Regions from separate parts of the Gossypium arboreum genome. Here region 1 is linked to region 2. Evidence: chromatin contacts called from public Hi-C data. All regions are on one chromosome and are shown on one strand. The core of a region is the stretch at or near the end of the contact, and the rest is flanking DNA. Distances in the headings are between cores, read along the strand shown. Region 1 overlaps LOC108460195. Region 2 holds the start of LOC108457837.

Region 1 (4,542 bases), core at 75-2,574, 74 kb after region 2:
TAAATTAAATATTTAGATGATGAATAAATAATAAAAAGGAGCAGCTTGACCCGAAACTGCTCTCATCCCTTCCACTGTTGGATATGGGTGGTAAGATAGAGCTAAACTTTTTAGTTTTGCTTTTTTAAATATTTTTGTGAATAAACAATCTCGTTTCTCGACCCCATTAGAAGTGGTGCACATGGGCATGGGGCAAGTCAATGCAAAAAAAACATTAGGGTTTTGACATGTTCAACTTAAACGTGATATAAATATTAATTATGTAATATAAAATATTGTATTTAGGGACAAATAGAGAGAAATGGGGTTTCAAAAGTGAGGAGACAAATCTCCAAAATTAAATGGTTGTTTGATGAAATCTTGTCTTTGGACCCCAAATCTTAGGGATAACATATTTCCATCCGTTGTTTTTTATCGGGTAAAAGTATTATAAAGATCTCTTTTGAAAAAATTAAATTATATTTTATTTCTTTACTTAAAAATTAAAAATTAATCCTAATACATTAAATTAAAAATAAGTTTTTTTGTTAAAAATATCATTTATTTTACTAATAAAAACTAAAGTAGTTGACAAAATACTAAATAATTACACTTGACATGTCATATGTCTCTCATTTTAATGTACAAAAAATAGTTTTTAACAGTAAACTAGTTTAAAACTTGATCCAACATACATAAATTAATTTGTCAATTTTTTTATCAAAAAGACAAAATACAATCTGACTTCTAATACAAAAACCTCTAATACAAAAACCTATACAATGCTTTTACCTCTTTTATTGTCTCCTCCCCATCACTCAGTTCTCTTACTTTCTACCCTTACCAAAGAAAAAAACACAAGTATCAATCATAAGTTGTTTGTCAATCTGATTTCAATTAAATTAAATATTAGAATATTTAAAAAAAAAACAATTCAACAGTCAACTTAAATTGATTTCTTATTCAATTTGTTTTCTTTTTTTTTTTTTCAATACTACTCAGTTCTCGATATGATCTGATTTCAGGGTGAAGACTGAATGAGGTTTTCAAGGAAAATTTAATTGTAGTAGAGCTAGTTAATACATCATCATTAGTTCTTGATAATATATTTGCTTTCATTTTAATTATGCCTGGCAACAAGTTATTTCCTTGCTAACAATACAAGTATGTACGCATCATTAATTATCCGGAAACTTCAGTTTCTATACTGTCTTACAATTTCATGTCTCATGAGTTCCATTTCATTCCCAAGCCTGAAACTAAAATCAAAAGATATTTCCTCTTACAGCTGGTAGCTGCTTAAAATATAACTGAATTAACTTCCATATCATATTATATAATTTTGCTGGTACGGATGCCTGTGGCATTTCTACTTTCCCTTCCTTCCCTAAACCTGTTCCACCAAAATTTAAACTCAACCCAATTTGATTTCATCATTAACTATGGTACCAAAATTGATCAAAACCCTAATCCAAACAGATGACTTTGAAATAAGATAAATCTATAATGACCCAACTCGAAAGAAATCAACCCTCGAACCCAAATGAGCCAAGCTCAAAAATATTTCAACCCAAAAGACTGCTGAGTTGGGCTACTTAGTTCATTGACATCTATGTTCATTTGCTTCTACAATGATACAGTCAGGTTCAATCCTACAAAGCTAATAAAGCCTATGAATGAACTCATCAAAGTGACGTTCTCCAAGATGTTACTGCTATCATCCAAATTAGTTTTATCATCTACCAAAACTCTCAGGTTTTTTTTTTTTTTTTGGGGGGGGGGGGTTGCGGGGAATGAACGAAATATAAACTTTTAACACTCTTTCTGAGCCCCAGAGTCGCATCCCTTTGGTGGAAAAGGGTTCTTCAAAAAGTCTTCTTTCTCACAACTGGCTTCCGTGGTTCTTTTTTTGCAGTTGTCATAAAACCAGGTGTTGGTATTCCCGTGGCGGCTTGGTAAATGTCCTTTAGTCTTTTTAAGAAAAAGTATAAAACACAGGAGAACATTATCAGAAATTATCCACATAAATATAAAATCTTTTAAGGCATATGAGGGAAAGAAGGGGGGGTCAAAGGATATTCAAGTTACCTTGGAATGCTGAGAAAGAGAATGATCACTGAAACTCCAACAATAAGAGGGAATACCGGTGCTGGAGTTAATTCCTATTGGTAAGCAAGACAAGCAAAAAAAGGAAAGTTCGATGGTAAACAGTAAGTACATATATAATCAAACATCATTGTAGTTTTAGTAGGACCACTCTTTTGTTATACATAGTTGCATAATCATTTGGAAAAAAGGGAACACATGCATGATTTTAACAAAATTAAACAAACCTGTTTGTGATGATACTCCTCCACACTATATTTCAGGGGACCGACATGAACTTGAGCATTCTTCTCTAGGTCAACCTCAATAACCTCCGACTCGAATTTGTGAGTGCTAGAAGGGAGATTGGATTTGAGCTGAACGGTATGTTTTCCCCTTGGCAAGTGCTTTACCTGGAAGAAGTTGGATAATGGCAGTTGGAAGACAGACTCTACTTTAGACGTGTCACCAGCTGACTTGATTTCTACCAATAAATGAGAATGTAATTCCCCAGTCCTATTCACTTCAACATGGCCACTTAAGATAGTCATCTCTGGTTCTTCAAAGACCAAAAATTCCAGTCCCTTGATATCGTTATTCCCAACCTGGAAAGTGATTAATCAATCACATACACATCAGAAGTTTAAAACTTAGTAGCCCTAGTATTGTCGATGGAAATGATTTTCTGAAAAAAATGAGATTTCGATTTTGAAGAAGCTTCACCCAGTTGATCATGAATTATATAACTTCAGTTCCAACTACAATTGTGATGATGTCAAATTCAAACATTGATACAACAAAAGCTTCATACAAAATAACATTTAAGGTCTTAAAAGAGCTTAAACACATTTAAGAATTAAGACAAAAACCCAAAAAAGGGGGAAAAAGCTCCAGCAAATAGAACCAACCTTTACAGGAACAGATTCAGGAGATGCTCGCTCAATTTTAGCACTACCCAAGCCATCCTTCTTCACAACTTTGATTGAATACAATGCGTCAGGAACCAGTCCTCGCAGACGATAACCCCCAGATGAATCAGTTACTGTCTCCTCATAGTAGCCTTTTGACTCTGAGCGGGCCTCAATTGAGACACCTTCTTTTGGTTGGCCAGACAACAAAGTTACCGTGCCCATTGCACTGCAGAGAAATTAAACTGCCTTAAACCCATGCACAGTACTTCGGGTCTGACATAAGCTAGACATTTTCAAGAAATATATACTATGTTTTGCAGTGATGTAGCAGAGAATCTTAGAAGTTTGGATTGTAACTCAACTATAAAGGAGAGTTGGAAAAAATGCTGAACATATCACCTAAATTAAAAAACTTAAATTTAAGACAATTTAATGTAAATAAGAGCCAGGAAAAATATATAAAAAACTTATCTTCAATAATACCATTGAAGCATGCGCTTAAATGTTTACAATGCCAAAAAGGCAACTGGGGAGTTAAAGCAAAAGAAAAACCTGTAAGCAACACGTGTAGCATGGAAAACAACTTCTCTAGATTCTCCAGAGCCAAGTTCTATTGCCTGTGCTGAAGGTGAGAAAGCATACTCCTGCAAGATAAATAGAGATCACTTGTTGGAGTAATTAAATCGAACAGAAAACCAGTTTAAAACTCCTCCTAAATATTTCTGTCTATAATGTGCATATGATCGTGATTTACCTCAGATTAACCAAATGCCTAGATTCCGATTGCAGTTTCAACTAACTTAAGAAATTGAACGTTCTAATCAGAAGAAAAATGATTAGGTACCTTTAGCAGAGGCCGAAGATAGAAGCTTCCTGGAAACAAGTTCTCAAAGACAAATATTCCACCAGTCCCTGACATAGAGTTATTCCTATACCCATCATCCCCACTCAATGACAACAGAACAGATGGCATAGGTTCAGTCGCATCATCCTTGGAATATATTTTCACAGATATTTGACTAAGCTTCTGACAAGAAAAAGAATATGGCCCTACTTGTTTGAGATGAAATCCAGGCTGCACCAAATAAGAGACACATCAGGAAATGTAACAATAAGTTGCACAAAAAAGAACATCGAAGATGATAAAAATCAGCTAAACAGAACTTTTGTCTTAATTATTACAAATTCATACTGAAATTGTACCCGCAAAACCATATGAGAAATTGTGGATCCATGATGCTTTAGATCTTGGAGTATTTACATCCATCCAAAGGATGAAAGCTTATTTTCCATCTAATAACAGAAAACCAAATTAAAGGCATCCATGTATCTAAAGCTAGAAGTTCAGTTCACCCAGTCCCATCTTCTATGTATCACATGCCCATTCCATTTATTGTTAGTAATCACAAGCTATGTTATTTAGACTTGGGGCAGACAAGTTCTTAAGCTTTTTCATGTATTTAGAAGACCATGCACCCATAATCCAGTCCAAATATGGGTCAGACACAAGTACTTGCAAAAAAAAACTGAAGAGTCTAGATAACATAGATCACAAGTGTGCAGGCTA
Region 2 (4,515 bases), core at 1,062-3,561:
AGAACATAGGACAAGAATCAAACCATCTTCAGGACAACAATTCAAGTTGAAGGATGCTTCTTTGTAATATCAAAGAAACATTCATAACAAGAACTTTAAAAGCATTATATATGATACCGTACTTTGTCTAGGGAGAAAACTTTCAAGCATAATGATAACAGGCTAAAGGAATTGGTGACCAACCAAATTGACCAAAGAATTCTTGATACGAAAAGTTGACTATGATCTTTCATTAAGCTGGTAAAGATTTCTTACAATAACTAGGAGGTGACAACCATGAGCAATGTCAACTCATTAACAATTTCTTCTTGTCAACACTCCATTCACTGCTCAACAATATACAGAGAATTGAAGCAGCAGTTTTCGATTTTGTTTTCCTTTTCCAAGTGAAGGCTTATTCCAGATAAAAAAGAAAATGTAATGTGCTATATTTTACAGATGATTTTACAATACTTTGGGATTAGAGGAAAAATGCTCGATATCAAGGCACAACTATAATTGCAACAACCAAGAATTACAATGTCATTATACTAGACATGGTCAAAACAGAAATAGCTCATCAACGAAGTTAAGTGCCTAATCTATGTAATAACACAAACTAACCAAGCTAAATCTTTCTGGTAAATCAGAAATGACGACTCTCCGACAAAGTTATTTGTGCAAACCGGGAAACTGTATGTTACTCAAATTTGAAACACAACAAACTGAGGGGATTTTTTTATTCGTAGAATTCATACCGTGCAGTCCATGAAATTTATAATAGTCAAAGATTTTATCTAAGGACGAGAAAAATTCTTATTTAGGGTCCTTCCTTGGAGCTTGAAAGATGTCAAATACCTTGAAAGAGTAAGACGAAGCAAAAGAGAACCGTGATAACCATAGCATAAAGGCCACTGTTAGATGATGATGCCTTTGCTTCTTTCATCCTCCTCAATGTTTTAATCCGTTTCATCCTTGCACGTTTCCTCATGGCAAGTTCAGCAATCTCCCTCACCATCTTCTGGTCAGCAGCATCCAACAGCGGACCTTTCGGTGGCCGTGGAGGTTTGGGAGGCTTCCTAGTGCTTTTCTTCTTGCACTTCACTTCTGCTAAGTTCTTCTCTGCTACCGCCATGAGTTCATGATTCTCTTCTCCTTCCGAATTCTTGTCTACCAAGCATTCCATATTCTCACCCTCAACTCCGCCACCAAAACTGGAAGAACTACTGCACGAGTTTATGCCGGATTCACCCTTTCCTATCTTATCAAAACTCAAAAGATCGCTCCAAACTCCACTGAGAGTTCTCTTTGTTTGTAAATTCGATGGAACACGATCTTTTGTTCTTTCATCCTCACTGTTAATCCCACCACTTTCAAGATCTACTTCAATATCTCTTTCTCTTGTAAACAAGGGATCCATTCAAAAATAAACCCCAAATCCTTAAGATACTTAACTCCACTACTGCCAAGCTAAAATTCAGTCATGGTCTACATGAACTAATCCTTGACTTCAAAGAAATATCAAACAGCTCTAGGTCTCACCAAAAAATACCAACCAATCCTGCATTTGCCATTGAAATATTTCATATTAGTAGTAGGAAAGTACATGAAAACAATGGTCAATTCAAATGCTTACTCCAAGGACAAAAAGATAGCAAATTTATGAACCATGAATAGCTCAATTTTCATCATCAAAGACCCAAAGGAACAAACTAAAACATAAAGGAACTTGAAACAAATGATCATCTTTTAACTCCCCCAGAAAAATCAGTAAAGCTTGAAATTTGAAAAAAAAAAAAACTAATCCTATTTTTCGACAATCAGATGAGAGATTACAACCAGCTCCCAGTCTCTACGTCTAAATGAAACTATAAAATAAATTAAAAATTGAAATCGGAATAAAACCCAGAATCCCATACCCTTTAAAACAAAAACCCAGAAAACAAGGGGAAAATACGCTGCCGACAAAGGGGAAAAAAAACACTTCATCTAAAAAAAAAAAAGCAGAGACACATGAAAATAAGAAAATCGGAAGGAGAAAAAAAGGAATGTACCTTAAAAAGAGCTTAATTCGATGTCTGCAAGAACCATAAAACTAATAAAAATCCTTGGTCGATTTCGTCTAAGCTTATCTCTCTTTTTTCTGTCGTACGATTGACTAATTCCTTTTAAAAGGAAGTGGTCTTTTATATTTTGGAATGAAATAAAAACAAAAAAGGAGGAGGAAAATTAATTTAAAAACCAAAGCTTTCTAAAAATAAATAGTACATACCGCTAAAAAGACAATCAAAAACGAAAAACCAAAGGTAACAGTTGTTGGTTTTGTCGTGTTCGCCGATTAGCGAAGACGGATGAACGTGTCAGCTACTATGGCCTACGGGGTTGGTAACTGGCAGTTGCCGGTTGAATCATTAAATTTATGCCTTAATACTAATATGTTGGGAGAGTACTTAAATTGGTACCATTTTTTTCTCATATTATTATACTATTAGATTTGTAAAATAAATCTAAAATAAAATTCAATAAATCAAGATCTATCATGTCAAATTAATAAATTAAGAATAAAACTAAATCGGAAGTGTACCTGAATTCATAAATTCCTTGAAGTTTTACCGAATTTTAGGAATTTGATTTTTTAAATTAGCACACAAGAAATTCAGATAATATCTACTCTCTCTTCCCTAATGATGGGATATTAGAAAAGACATCTTGTGTATAATTTGGGACAATAACCCTAATATTTATAACATTGGCATATTAGTTCTAATCAAATTCTAATTAGCCCATCATTAATTAGAATTTCATTAGAACTCAATTACTAGAGTATTTACACATATTTGACCCATACTTTATTTAATAATTAAAGCCCAATAAAATTCTAACCAAATTAGATCACATTTAATTTGGACTAACCTATCATGATAGTAAATAATAACATGTAATCACCCTTATTATATATGTGATGTCCATATTTTTCCAACAATCTCCCACTTGGACTACATATATATACTAATTACTCTATAATTACATGTCATTATATAACCTTATGAGATCAAAATTTTACTATCATATCTAAAAGGTATTTCGAACAATCTCGCCCATTAATTATGTTAACATAGAACCAAGGCGACTTTCGTTACATATATCGTAACTAAATCCATCCATGATCTCGTATATTAACACAACCAAATGACATAGATCAAGTATGGATGTGTAGCATGGAAATTACATGCAATATAATCTAAACATGTCTATTTCCAACTGGTCCTCTTTAAACTTAAGTGAGGTCAGTTTCAAAACAATAAACAAAGTGAATAAACTGAATACTTCATTTCTTATCAGAAAATAACCAAATACATAAATGTCTGAAAACAAATAAAATATAAACTCCCACTAAACCATGATATCCTTAAACAATGTAACAATCATGTGAGCACTGTGCTCATGAAAGACCTTGGGTGGCAAACCTTTTGTGAGCAGATCCACTATCATGGAATTTGTCCCAATGTGCTTTATGGATATTTGACCATTTTGCACTCTTTCTTTTACAACTAGGAACTTTATGTCAATATGCTTTGACTTAGATGAACTCCTATTGTTATTGGAATACAACACTGCTGACTTATTGTCACAAAATAATTTGAGTGGTCTTTCTACATTCTCCAAAATGCGCAGCCCTGTGACAAAGTTCCGCAACCATGTTCCATGGTTTGATACCTCATAGCATGCTACAAACTCTGCTGCCATAGTGGACGAAGCTACAAGTGTCTGTTTGACACTTTTCCAAGATATAGCTCCTCCAGCTAACAGGTAAATATAGCATGACGTAGATTTCCTACTATCTTGGCATCCAGTGAAATCAGAATTAGAATACCCTATGGCCTCCAAAAGATCTGATCTTTTATAAGTAAGCATGTAATCTTTTGTTCTCTGAAAATACCTCATAACCCTTTTGGCTGCTATCCAATGGTCTATATCAAGGTTGCTTAAATATCTGCCTAACATCCCAACAATATACGCAATGTCCAAACGCGTACAAACTTGAGCATACATTAAACTCCCAATAGCTAATGCATAGGGAATCTTTTGCATTTTCTGAATTTCAAGGTTACTTTTAGGGCATTGAGTAAGACTAAATTTGTCTCCTTTTGTGACAGGGGTGTCACCTGGTTTACAACTCTGCATGCTAAACCTTTTGAGTACTTTATCGATATAGCTCTTTTGTGATAATCCAAGAATACCTCGAGATCGATCTCGATGTATCTAAATTCCTAAAATAAAAGAGGCGTCCCAAGATCTTTCATCTCAAAATGCTTAGATAAAAAACTATTGGTTTCGTGCAATAAGCCTATATCATTAGCGGCAAGCAAAATGTCATCAACATATAGAACCAGAAATATGTACTTACTCCCATTAAATTTATGATACACACAATCATCAACAATATTCATCTCAAAACCAAATGAAACAATAATTTGATGAAACTTATGGTATCATTGACGGGAATCTTGTTTGAGTCTATAGATGGATTTTGTC

Evidence for each region. A called contact is a pair of places that touch in the nucleus more often than the background predicts.
Region 1: a Hi-C map of leaf shows a contact between it and region 2, with 4 times the contacts expected there. The contact joins the enhancer-like site here to the promoter of LOC108457837 in region 2. A contact is called at or near these places in 4 of 5 Hi-C or Micro-C datasets (all in leaf).

Annotation. Positions count from the first base shown.
Region 1 is chr8:34,007,912-34,012,453 of ASM2569848v2, forward strand. LOC108460195 reads right to left here. Exons shown (of 27, transcript XM_017759592.2): 22 at 3,820-4,050; 23 at 3,528-3,619; 24 at 2,973-3,201; 25 at 2,313-2,669; 26 at 2,068-2,141; 27 at 1,387-1,950. The coding sequence ends at 1,845. Among protein-coding and RNA genes, the nearest start is that of LOC108460195, 21 kb to the right of the region's middle. Within about 2 kb of position 1,325, at least 1 of the 2 cell types and tissues checked has an H3K27ac peak or open chromatin away from gene starts, as enhancers often do. A contact at or near this core is called in leaf, where this site is marked.
Region 2 is chr8:33,933,332-33,937,846 of ASM2569848v2, forward strand. LOC108457837 reads right to left here and starts at 2,312. Exons shown (of 6, transcript XR_008269445.1): 1 at 2,034-2,312; 2 at 838-1,540.